Regions from separate parts of the Sus scrofa genome. Here region 2 is linked to region 1. The links are chromatin contacts, called in public Hi-C maps. All regions are on one chromosome and are shown on one strand. Each heading gives the region's core, a stretch centred on a gene start, on an enhancer-like site or on the middle of the called end of the contact. The rest is flanking DNA. Distances are from core to core; before and after follow the strand shown.

The links. Hi-C and Micro-C count contacts between places; a contact is called where the count stands out from the background.
Region 2: a Hi-C map of liver shows a contact between it and region 1, with 4 times the contacts expected there. The contact joins the promoter of SLC10A5 here to the promoter of SNX16 in region 1. A contact is called at or near these places in 3 of 47 Hi-C or Micro-C datasets (heart right ventricle, liver and skeletal muscle).

What each region holds. Positions count from the first base shown.
Region 1 is chr4:54,799,948-54,805,723 of Sscrofa11.1, reverse strand. SNX16 (sorting nexin-16) reads right to left here and starts at 4,361. Exons shown (of 8, transcript XM_001926702.5): 1 at 4,145-4,361; 2 at 1,940-2,419. The coding sequence starts at 2,320.
Region 2 is chr4:54,932,238-54,938,545 of Sscrofa11.1, reverse strand. It overlaps SLC10A5 (sodium/bile acid cotransporter 5), which reads right to left and starts at 4,617. Exons shown (of 1, transcript XM_021089172.1): 1 at 2,705-4,617. The coding sequence starts at 4,534. The coding sequence ends at 3,218. It also overlaps a transcript of IMPA1 not described here.

The sequences.
Region 1 (5,776 bases), core at 3,112-5,611:
TATAAACTAGCAATGAACAAATAGAAAACATTAAGATATCAAGAGATTTATTTCTCCAAAAGATATAAGGTCTCTGCCCTGGAAACTATAAAATATTATTAAAAGAAGTTAAAGATTTAAGTAAACAGATTAGGTACACAGAATAGAAAACTCAGTACTATAAAGTTGTCAGTTCTTCCTAGATTAGTCTATAGAATCAATACAATTCCAAGGCGAAGGGCCAAGACACTCATGAAGAGGAACAGAAAGCTAAGTATTTAAGCTACCAAACATCAAGACCATGGTTAGGCTTCAGTACTTAAGACTGTGGAATTGGTAAAGGAGGGAAAAATGGAACACAGAATCAGACTTATACATTTACGGTCATGTGATTTATGATATAGGCAACGGGGCAGATGCAGAGAAAAAAAGAGATGTCCTTTCAATAAAACCCTAATTACTTGATTCCATATGAAGAAAAAAATTGTGCCTTGACCCTTACTTCACACCATGGACAAAAATTAATTCCAGATCTAACTGTGAAAGGTCCAACCATAAAGCTTTTAGAAGAAAACCTAGGACAGCATATTCATAACTTGGGAGTAGGAAGATTTTAAAAAGTGCTAACTGCAAAAGAAAAATTTAATAAGTTAGACTATATTAAAACTAAGATCTCCTGGAGTTCCCGTCATGGCTCAATGGTTAACAAATCTGACTAGGAATCATGAGGTTGCAGGTTCGATTCCTGGCATTGCTCAGTGGGTTAAGGATTCAGCGTTGCTGTGAGCTGTGGTGTAGGTCTCAGACACAGCTCAGATCCCACGCTGCTGTGGTAGCTGTGGTGTAGGCCGGCGGCTACAGCTCTGATTAAACCCCTGGGAATTTCCATATGCCATGTTGCAGCCATAGAAAAGACAAAAAAAAACAAACAAAAAAAGCTAAGATTTCTTGATTATAAATGCATCATTAAGGAAGTGAAAAGGCAAACCAGAGCAAGAGACATATTATGAACATAGTCATAATACATATTCTCAGAAGAGGGCTTACGCCCAAAATGCGTAGAAAACTACAAATCAAAGTGGTACGACTTCCTAAAAGAAAAGTGAACAAAGGTTTTAAACAGATACTTCAGAAAAGAACATATCCAAATGGCCAAAAAAAAAAAAATAAAATAAGGCTTTACATGCAAATTAAAACCACAATGTGATATTATCCTATGCAGTAGAATAGCTAAAATGAAAAAGACAGAAAATACCACATATTGGGAGGGTGTGGACTAACTCTCATACACACTGCTTAAAGGAGTATATATTAGTACAGCTACTCTGGCACACTGCTCATCAGTATCTTTTAAAGCTGGGCAGATGATCCAGTAATTTTACTCCTAAGCGGCTATCAAACAGAAATGAGAATATGTGTTTACTGAGTGACAAGTACCAAAAGGTTCATAACAGTAGTATTTGTAAGAGTCCCAAACTGGAAATTACCCAAGTGTTCATCAATAGTGGACTAGGTAAATAAATTGTAGTATATTCACATAAAGGAATAACACCAGTATTAAAAATGAGCTGCTTACAATTATATCCAGAACCAAGGATGAATCTTACAAACGTAAGGCCAAAGAGACCATACTCAAGAGTATATACTCAGTAATTCCACTTATGTAAAGTACAGAAATAGGCAAAATTAAGTAGGCTATCAGGAGTATGAGTAATGATTGACAGCATGGGGGGGGAGCCTTTTAGAATGTCATAATGTTCTGCTCTTGATATGTGTGCTAATTTCATAGCTGTGTCTGGTTCATGAAAATTTATTTAAGCAAAAATTCACTACAGTAGGACAATTTAAAGGGTAAAAACTGTTTGAACTTTAAGTTCAAGAAATTAAAGTATCAGCTAACAAGTTTAGAACTCAGGTTAATCAATCTTCCATCTTCTACTGATGTACAGTCAATACTCACAGTAAACTTAGCTCTTTCTTCCATCACCTCGTAACCCAGGATAGTAGGTGTAGAAGGTCTATCTTCCCAATTCACTGTTTCAGGATTTTGCTCTTCACTTTCTCTTTCTCTTGGTCTAGCAGAATACTCAATGGAAGAATCTGCACCTGTAAATTTAGTCCTAATGAGGGGACTGCTACAGACAGATGAAGTACTATCCATTTGATCAGGTACACTTGTCTGTTTCGAATTACCCATATTTGAGTCTTCTAATTGGCCTTTGGAAGAGTTTGAGCTTGTTGAGACACTTCCAAAAGAAGAACTTCTTTGGTTTCTGTTGGTTGCAAAACTGGAAGCAGAGTGCCCTATAGGCATAGGAACTGGGACATAAGGCGTTGCCATCTTCTTTTGGCTTTAGCAACAAACCTGTACCTTTCTGATCCAAACAATTAGAGAACAAGTAATATGCAATCCATTGTTTTCTTCTTAGGAATACACTATCTAAAAATGAGAACATATTGAAAGATTAGTCTTTAATCTGGAGGATTATCCAGAAGAAAACAAAATGTTCATGCCCATTTCTTTTAATTTTGTAACACTCTTATTACTTTATTTGGAATGAAAACACACCCCAGATGTCTTCCTTTAATCCCCAAATACCCTGTCTAAGAACTCTCCTTCGCAAGGTAAAGAGAGCAGAACTCCACACCCTTTTTCTTGACCCTCATATTATATGTTATCCCTCCCCCCCTACTTTCTTTGCGTTGGATCTCTATGTTCATCTCTTCTATGTAAAAGAGCTGGAAAGAGGAAAAATAATAAAGATGTTTCTGAAGCTCTATTCTCTGCTTACGGTCCTGTCACTAAAGGGACAGTACAGTAAAGGGACAGCAGTACAAGGAGGAAAGGAGAAAGGGAAGTAAAGAAAGCGAGAAAAATTTATATTTCCTTCAGATTTAATTAGTGAAACTGAAAAATTTCCTAGAGCAATGACAGTGAACCAGAAGCTTAAATAACTTGTAAAGGTAAATAATAACAGCCTTTAAAGAAACAGTTTATTAAACCCAGGATCAAATGGATTTGGGAAAAAAAAAAAAAAAACTTGGTCAAATGAAGTTCACCAAATAAACCGCAATGAACATTAAACTTATATCCAACAAGACTAAATGATGACAAGTTTAAATTTCCTACATAGTTTCCCGATTCTGCTATGCTGTAAACTGCAAGTACTTAGCAAATCGTCATACTTAGTAAGCTCTGTTGTCAAAAGGACGAGTTTATCTTGTCTCAAAATAATTCATAACGATACGAAGGAAAAAAGTTTACCACTAAGCTGTTAAATACTAAACCAAGAAATGGCAATAACTACAGACCAGGGAAAAGGCACATAACAACGGGTCGCCTGTTCAACTATATCAACGCAACTCTACTGGTGAAAAAGGTAGAAAACAAGCTGCTCAAACTCGGAGAGATGCTGAAAAAAAATTTCAACCCAGCACGTGGCTCTGGGTAACCTTCCCCACCATCAAAAAGAGTCGTGAAACCTGAGCTGCTGATTCACCACTCCTCGGTTCTGCCTGAGGGCCTCCCCCAAAAGAAGTAAAGTCTGCAAGCTCAACCCCCTAACCGGCGGTGGGTTGCCCTACCCTTGGCCACTCCAACACCTGAGGCCACAGGGCTAGGCGTACTACTCAGGCCAACACAGTGCTGACCTTGCAAGGAAGTGAGCGCTACCCAAACGTTATGAAAAGGTACTGGGCTCATTACAAGTGTCCCCACTTTTGCTCTGCCATCGACACGCTCTGAGGAAGAACATCTCAGCCCTACTCCGGAGAACCTCGGACAGGTGAAGTGGCTGGAGCCTGAGGAACACGATGGGCGAGAGAAGTCGCTGGTGAAAGCAAAAGGGAGAAACCTGGGCTTAGCTCGACCCCAGGAGTGTCTGGTCGGTGTCTGAGCAGACCAAGGGTCTTGGGCTCGGTGGATGGCGAGATCCACTGCTTCGGAGCAACTTGGGGCCCCCAAGACAGTCCCACCTCCGCCTCGCGATGTGCTATCAGCACCTCCCAGATTCACAGCGGAGTCGGCGGTGGCCTGAGGTTGGCCTGGGGACTCCTGCCGCGCCTCTCCTCCCTTCTGGGGAGCCAGCCCGCCGCCCTCCAGCCACGGGGGCTCAGGTGTCACCCGCACGAGCGCCCAAGACAGCGCCCGCCGCCCGGTCCCTACCTCAGCCCTCTTGGCGATCCAGCTCAGGCGCGCTTCCCAGTGACGGTTAAATCCGACCCCCCCCTTTACTGCAGCTTTTCGTCTCCACCCACAACACCGAGACGCCTCACGTGACCGCCCCTGCTAGAAAACAGCTGCTCCCCGCCTTCGCCGGCCTCTGCCCTGGCTGCGGGGCCCAGGATCCCCGCGAGGTGGAGGGCGGGGCTAGGCCTGGCCTCCTATCCAGGAAGTGACGTCAGGCAAAGGGTGCCCGCCTCCAGAGGTGCGCACCGGAGTTGTGGGACCAGCCCTCTCTGGAAACTACGTTGAACGTAGTTTTGTGGTAAGAATTTTACCATATTTTCTGTAACTTTATTTTATAAGTTAACTTTTGGGAAATGGAGGCTAAGAAACGTCATTTGCCCGATAGGTGAGGAGAAGACTACAACTCCCAGGAGGAATTACGGCCAGCATTGGCCGCGGCTCCTACTTTGCATCATGGGACTTGTAGTCATCATCGGCTTGAGCTGGTTCTACTAGGTTACACATTGTTTCTTGGAATTAGCAGGGCTTTAATGGATGGCAGTAGATCCTGGGTGTGGGAAGATAGAATGCTGCTTTACAACCTATTCTCCCTACATAATTCGGAACTCCTTGTTGGCAGAGAACTTCTGAAATTCTTCAGGGTGGTGGTGCTGGTCTCTTTGCTTGTTTGTTTTTTAAAATCATCTTGAGAGCAATTTTATCTCAAATAATGTAGTCTTGAATTTGTTAGACGTGCACATATAAAGACCTGAAGATTATAAGGAAATTCGTCTTTTATAGCCAAATATTAAAATTCAGATCAGCCTGCGAACCTGTTTATTATTAGAATTGAGTGATTTGATTTAAAAATCATTTTATGATTTTTAAGGCTTTGGAATATTCCCAAGACTGAGGAAAATTGAGAGTTGTAATTTCCAAATGAGCGTAGGAAGATAATCTGGTTTATAGCATAATAATGGTTTTGGACTGATAATTTTCTCTTCCAGTGTGAACGAGAGATAAAAAGAGAATTCTATAGAAACAGTAGATTAAAACATGAGGTAGTTTTCAGGATAAACTTGGCTGTCTTGGCCCTGAGATAGCAGTTATATCCATGAGATCTGTAAGTGAATAACATTATAGAAAGAAAAGAAAAGAAAAATGAGCCTTGGGATATTTCCCTCACTCGCGGTCAGGGCTGCAGGTGGGAGCAAAAGATACGTTTGATGTGGAAAAGCTGATAGTCTAATATCAAGGAGGCCAAGGCTTATTAAACTTTTAAGTCAAGGTATATGAATATTCTAGTTGGCAGGAGGATAAAGATCTAGACTAGAACATTGAAATTGCCGAAGAAGAACTTCCTCCACAGATTATTGAAAGGAGCATAGAGGATATACATCCTATATGTATGCTTTATCTTTTGGAATATCTGATATGATGAATATCTAGATTTTACTTTCAGAAAATGAACTGAACCTTTCTTAAAAATATTTTAAAGGATGTAATTGACATATAACATATTAATTTCAAGTGTACAACATAATGATTCATATTCGTATACACAGTAAAATGATTATCACAATAGGTCTGGTGAACATCTGTCACCATACATAATTTGAATTCTTTTTC
Region 2 (6,308 bases), core at 3,368-5,867, 130 kb before region 1:
TGCATTTGCAGCGATCGCTTTTCTCAGTTTGATCAGAAGACAGAATGTCATCACCAGTGTGTTGCAAATGAAAGAGTTCTCAAAGATGAATGACATGAAGTGTGGGACCAATTCTTAAACCTTACAGGAGCCAGAATTTTGTCTCCATTCTTCTAAAGAATGATGCCCTAAGTATCTGATGTGGACACCTTGATTTGTCTAGCAAATGATGCTTTAGTTTTCTTGATTAAAAAAAAAATTCAGAAATCAAAATTTTGGTTCTTTATCGTCAGTCATTTTAAAATAAAAATCTTGCCAACTACAACATGGTGACAAATGTGGATTTTTAACCACATAAAATTTTCCAGGCACTTGCTGAAATGTCATTGGAGTCTTCTTTAAGCCTCCTTTACATAAACATGGTCCCACTGCTTTGGAAAGCTGCTAAAATCAGCATAAGTAAAGTGAAGATAGAATATCTCATTCCTTCAAATTAAAACCATTTCAAACTGCCCAACTCTAATGAGCAAGAAAGTACAATATTTTTCTAGGGGCCTCAGCAGCTACTTTACAATTGTCTTCAAGTAACTCAGTTTTTTTCCGTCCAAGGAGGTTGTTCTACTTTCCATTGCTTGACTAAAGTGAAATGAAGAATCTTCTAGTACATAGAGAGTCCTAGTGCTCAGATCTGGTTTTGGCAGTTTGCAAACTGGTTCCACACAATCCTAAAGTTTTTGTCCAGTGCTGTGTGCCTTGCTCTGAGCTTCCCAATGGGGCAATTTTTAAAGCTACGATGACATGTAACCATTGTTCCCAACCCCAAAGATCGTCTGCTGTGCCAAGGTGGTTGGGGGTTACGGAGGGGTCAGGTTCCATACTCAGCCACACACTGTATCAGGACAAATTCTCTTTACTGTGGCATCCAGGCCACCATTCCAGACTTCTCTAATAGCAAGCTTCCTCCTGGGAAACTTTGATATCCTTTCCTACCAGCTGACTTCATGGGTGAGAGATGTTCTAATTATGCTAAACCTCAGAATGGAAGAGAGGCAAGATCCAATGCCCTTGAAACCTCCCAGACACCTGACTGTCCTGGAGGCGATTCTGGGAAGAATGGCCTTTGTCAAAGCCACAGAGTACTCTGGTCATCACCTGCAGAAGTGATAGATGTTCAATTGCCTCATGTTTGCAAAATAAAGAGTAACCTCCAAGGTGAGTCTTTTTCCAGGAATCCTGGGTATTTTGTTACTCTTTAGTCTCTGGAGCTGCTTTTAAATGGCAACTCTTTTCACTTAAAAAAAAAAAAAATCTGATTGCACATACCAAGACTTTGCTAGATCCTAATTGTTTAATGGACTTTGATCAGAGTTCCCATCATGGCTCAGCAGAAACAAATCTGACTAGCATCCAGGATTACTCAGGCTCAATCCCTGGCCTTGCTCAGTGGGTTAAAGGTCTGGCATTGCCGTGAGCTGTGGTGTAGGTTGCAGTTGAGGCTCAGATCAGGCATTGCTGCGGCTGTGGCATAGACCAGCAGTTGTAGCTCTGAGTAGACCCCTAGCCTCCATATGCTGTGGGTGAGGCCCTAAAAAGCAAAAAAAAAAAAAAAAAAAAAAAAAAAGACTTTGATTACAAATGACAAAAACTTGGAGTTCCCGTTTGTGGCTCAGTGGTAACAAACCTGACTAGTATCCATGAGGCTTGATCCCTGACCTTGCTCGGTGGGTTAAATTCCTGGCATTGCCATGAGCTGCATGGCATATCACAGATGTAACTCAGGTCTGGTGTTGCTGTGGCTGTGGTATAGGCTGGCAGCTACAGCTCCAATTCAACTCCTAGCCTGGGAACTTCCATATGCCACAGACGTGGCCCTAAAAAGACAATATATATATATTATAAACACAAAGTGCATATCCTCATGGGTGGAATCTTCAGGATACCTAACAAGATTTCATGTTTTGATGTAATATAGGTTGAAACTGCAGAACTTTTTATCTTTGGAACAATATATCACAGAATCATCTCTCTTAAGGTTTGGAAAGAAACTTTAAAAACTGACATATCTCTCTACCTCTGGCTCTTTTATCTAACCAATCATGGCTGTGTAAGATATGTGAAAGGAAAGTCAACATGCAGCTTGTATTGCTAAGAGAACTCTAAAACTGAGCTGGGGGGCCACTGAGGAAGTTCGACTCATGTGTGTCTCAGCCCAGATGGATTCTGAACATTTGACCATTTATTGTCTTCACACACGCATCCAGAACATCTACCCAATGTTCCAAACACTCAACATATTCATCAGTCTCTTACCCTAAAATAGCTCATGATAGTCTGTCTCTTAAAGACAAATATTTCCATTAGGGTCAATCAGTTCTTGAACAAATTTGTGTGTAAGCCCCTGGCTGGCTCTTTTTCTCCCCTGGGACATTCTTTTGGTTTAATCCTCCTGAATTGCAAATTAAGAAATTGAGGTCAGGAGTACCTGTTGTGGCTCAGAGTTACAAACCCTACTGGTATCCAAACCCTATTAGGATCCCTGGCCTCACTCAGTGGGTTAAGAATCTGGCGTTGCCTGAGCTGTGGTATAGGTCACAGATGTGACTCGGATCCCACGTTGCTGTGCCTGTGGTATAGGATGGCAGCTGTAGATCCGATTCAACTCCTAGCCTGGGAACCTCCATATGCCACAGGTGTGGCCCTTAAAAAGCAAAAAAAAAAAAAAAAAAAAATGAGGTGAATTTCCTAAGACTTCAAATAAAGTTCCTTGTTCTTTGCAGATTTGATAACTGATTATTGTAGGACAACCTGTTGGTATGAACTCAAGCAATTAGGCAGCCTACTTTATGCCTCTTATTCTTGAAAAAGTAAAAAAAAAGCTTGAATAACTTCCTCCTTATCCAAATTAGACTAATTTTACTATGCAAAAATCTGTCTTTCATGATACATCTATATGATAAAGTATATTTCAAGTTCCAATTCAGACACATTCACCTGTGTTTAAGGTGCAAGAGCAAATACGCATAGGGAAACCATAATAATTTTAGAGTTTACTATGTGTCAGGCATGATTCTGAGGACATTGCTAATATTAACTCATTTAATTTTTACAACAATGCCACGAGGTAGATACTATCATTCTCCCTGCTTTCCAGATAAATTTAGACATAGAGAGATTAAGCTACTTAACCAATGTCACCCACCTGGTGACAGAGCTGGAACTGCAGACCCAGGCATAACAATTAGATCAGGAGATTTTTTTGCCTTTTCTCTTCTATGATAAGGACACATCTCTTCTTAGCTTTGTAGAGCAGAAGAATCAGTAACATTTCACATCCACAGCACATGGCCACTGTAAAAGGAGCTGCAGAAGCCAAGTCTGCATCGGACTGTGAAAAAGAAAGCTGAATAACGGCAAAGGCTAAGAAACTATTCAGGACCCCACCTTCGATAGCAACCGTTTTACAAACAGGAAGAGGCAGCATAGAAATTTTAGCAAAAAAGTACCCAAACAACAAACCCAATACAGGAACTAACAGACCCAACAGAAGCACCTCTAGATTAACTGTTTTTAGAAACACGAATCCCATTCTGAAAGTCAAAGAAATCCCTACAAACATTAAAATAAAACTCAGAGGTCTAATGATTCTCTCCAGGAAGGTTGCTTTTTCGGGGAGTCTACGCTTAATGAACATTCCCACTGATATGGGGATAAGTATGAAAAGGAGAGTCGACATAATTTTTGAAATAGGAACATGAAGTGTACCTGATAACCCTAACATCCTGCTGTATATATACGAATTGGCAGGCATCGCTATCAGGGCTAGTAATGTTGACGTGCAAGTCATCAAAATGGCCAACGTGACATCTCCTTCCAGAAGCAGAGCAAAGAGATAGCCCCCACCCCCTCCCGGGCAGGTGCAGGTCATTACAAATCCAAAAGCCTGTGCCTCAGGCAATGCCAAAATCTGCGTCAAAAGGAATCCACAAAATGGCATAAGAAAAAACTGTATGATTGCCCCAAGAATTATTGGCAAAGGTCTCTTCCATACCATTTGAAACACCTGGAATTTGATCTTGCAGCCGAACGCACATTTATTTAACAGTATCATTGGTAGAAAAAGCATTAGGATGTTTCTGTCCATAAGGTTTGAGGCCCGGAAAAGGTTGTCTTGTCTCGGTTTGAGCACTCTGACTCTGACATTCTTTATTTCTTCAATGAGTCTTTCTTGCCTACCTGCAGAATCCCACAGCTGAATGGTTAAATTTGTCTCTCCGTTTTCAACCGTCACCAGGTTTATGGTAAAGTTCGTAACATCCGATGAGGTCTTGGTCACATTTACCACTTGCAGCATTTTAGGATCTTCTAGCTGCACAAAGAGGTAGTTGGAGTTTGGTTGTTTACCTCTGTAACTTGACCTTACAACAACGGTTTCTTCAGTCTTTGTGAAAAAAAGTATTTCAGTCTTTTCGACATTTGGAAAACTGAGAAATGATTCCTTTGCTTCTCCAAGAGTCTCAGACGACAAAAGCAGGACAATAAAAAGTTTTCTGATCATTTTGAAAGCTTAAATAAATCACACGGGTAGAACCATTCAAAAAACTAAAGAACATTCTTCGTGCAGGTGTCGTGGTGCCGGTCTGAAGTTGTTAGGTAAGTTGTTTTTGCTGGATCAAGGTCCAGTAGGAGGGACTCTTGTACTTTTCAAACAAATCGAAAGCTACCTAATGAGTGACACAACTGGTTCAACCTAGTTAGAAATGTAAAAGCCATAGAATTAAACAGGTTCAATTTATCACAGCAGAAACCTAATCTCCTTCCTTCTGACTTCCTCATTTCTGGTCCTTGAAACACAGCCTCCTTTTTACCTGAATTAAAACCCTCAGTGTCACCATTTTTGAGTTCTCTTCCTTCCTAAGGAAAATCAACACTAAAAGCAGAGAGGATCCAAAACTTTTAAATAGCTATTGAGAAGAACTACAGCTTGGCGTTACTATTTTATCTGTTCAGGTCAAAATCAAATAAAAATTTACTAAACATATATGCTGGGGCCCTGAGCTAGGAGCTCAGTATACTGCTCCAGCTAGGTGTCTCTTCTCTCCTGGAACTTAGGCTGGTGGCCCCTTATTATCTAGGAAACTGCAGAGCTCATAAATGGCCTTGCAGCATCCTTAGTCAATAAGAGTTTTCCTACATCTCTAAACAGGGATTGTATATAAGGCAAAAACCATAACTGTTCATCTTGTGCTTAGGTAAGAAAACAATTTCCTGGAGTTCTCACTGTGGTACAGTGGGTTCAGAATCCGACTGCAGCAGCCTGTGTCCCTGCGGAGGTACAGATTTGATCTCCAGCCCTGTAAAGTGGGTTAAAGGATTTGTCATTGCCACAGCTGTGGCTCAGATTGGATTCCTGGCCTGGAAACTTAAAAACAACAACAAACCACAGTTTCCTGAATGGTTATCTGATAGTTTGGCAACCTGGGGAAAGCAGATAGCTGGACCCATGGTCAAAGGTACAGCCTGGTTAAGGGGCCATTCATTATAGCTGGACACTTGGACCCCGACACAACGGGGCAATGCAAGGCCACTGGGACTAATTCCAATCTCTTATTTCTTCCTTGTAACACTATTCTCTATTTACAGATAGTGGTAAGGACGTTCAATTGACCAAAATGAGGTGATATCCATGTGTCTTGGCTGCCAGGAATGAGGAAAAGTTATCAAGCTTTTTGGACTTCAATCTAGACTCACAAACCTTTTCATTTTCCAAACAAGAGCAGGTGGTTTTGATGCTAAGCAGGAAAAAAAAAGACAACAAAAAACAAAGACAACAACAACAAAAAGACAACAAAAAACCCTCTACTACAATTATTTCCTGAGCTTACAGATATAGTAGTCTTGAATCTATAACCATTTCAGCAGATCTTTCATGTCATCATAACAAAATCTGTGTCAAATGCAAGTGACAGTGACATATTAAGTATTTTAGATCATAAAATATTTGCTCCTTGAAACTTGCCAAAGCAATTTCTGATATTTTTAAGTTTTAAAAAATTTGACTTCTGCAGGTTGATCTTTCAAATACAATAGACTTTATATTCCATAAATTTTATTTCCATGTGAAGAAGATACACTGTATCAATGTGGAAAATGGGAACTTGGAACTGATGTTTCTGTGGTATCTGTTAAATTCCCATAGAACTTCCCCAGTTTAAAAAGACAAAAACAAACATAAGACAAGAAATTTATTATGTTTTATTTTTGTCCACCACACCGGCCCCAGCCAGGGATAGAACCTGTGTCATAGCACTGACAACTCTGGGTCCTTAACC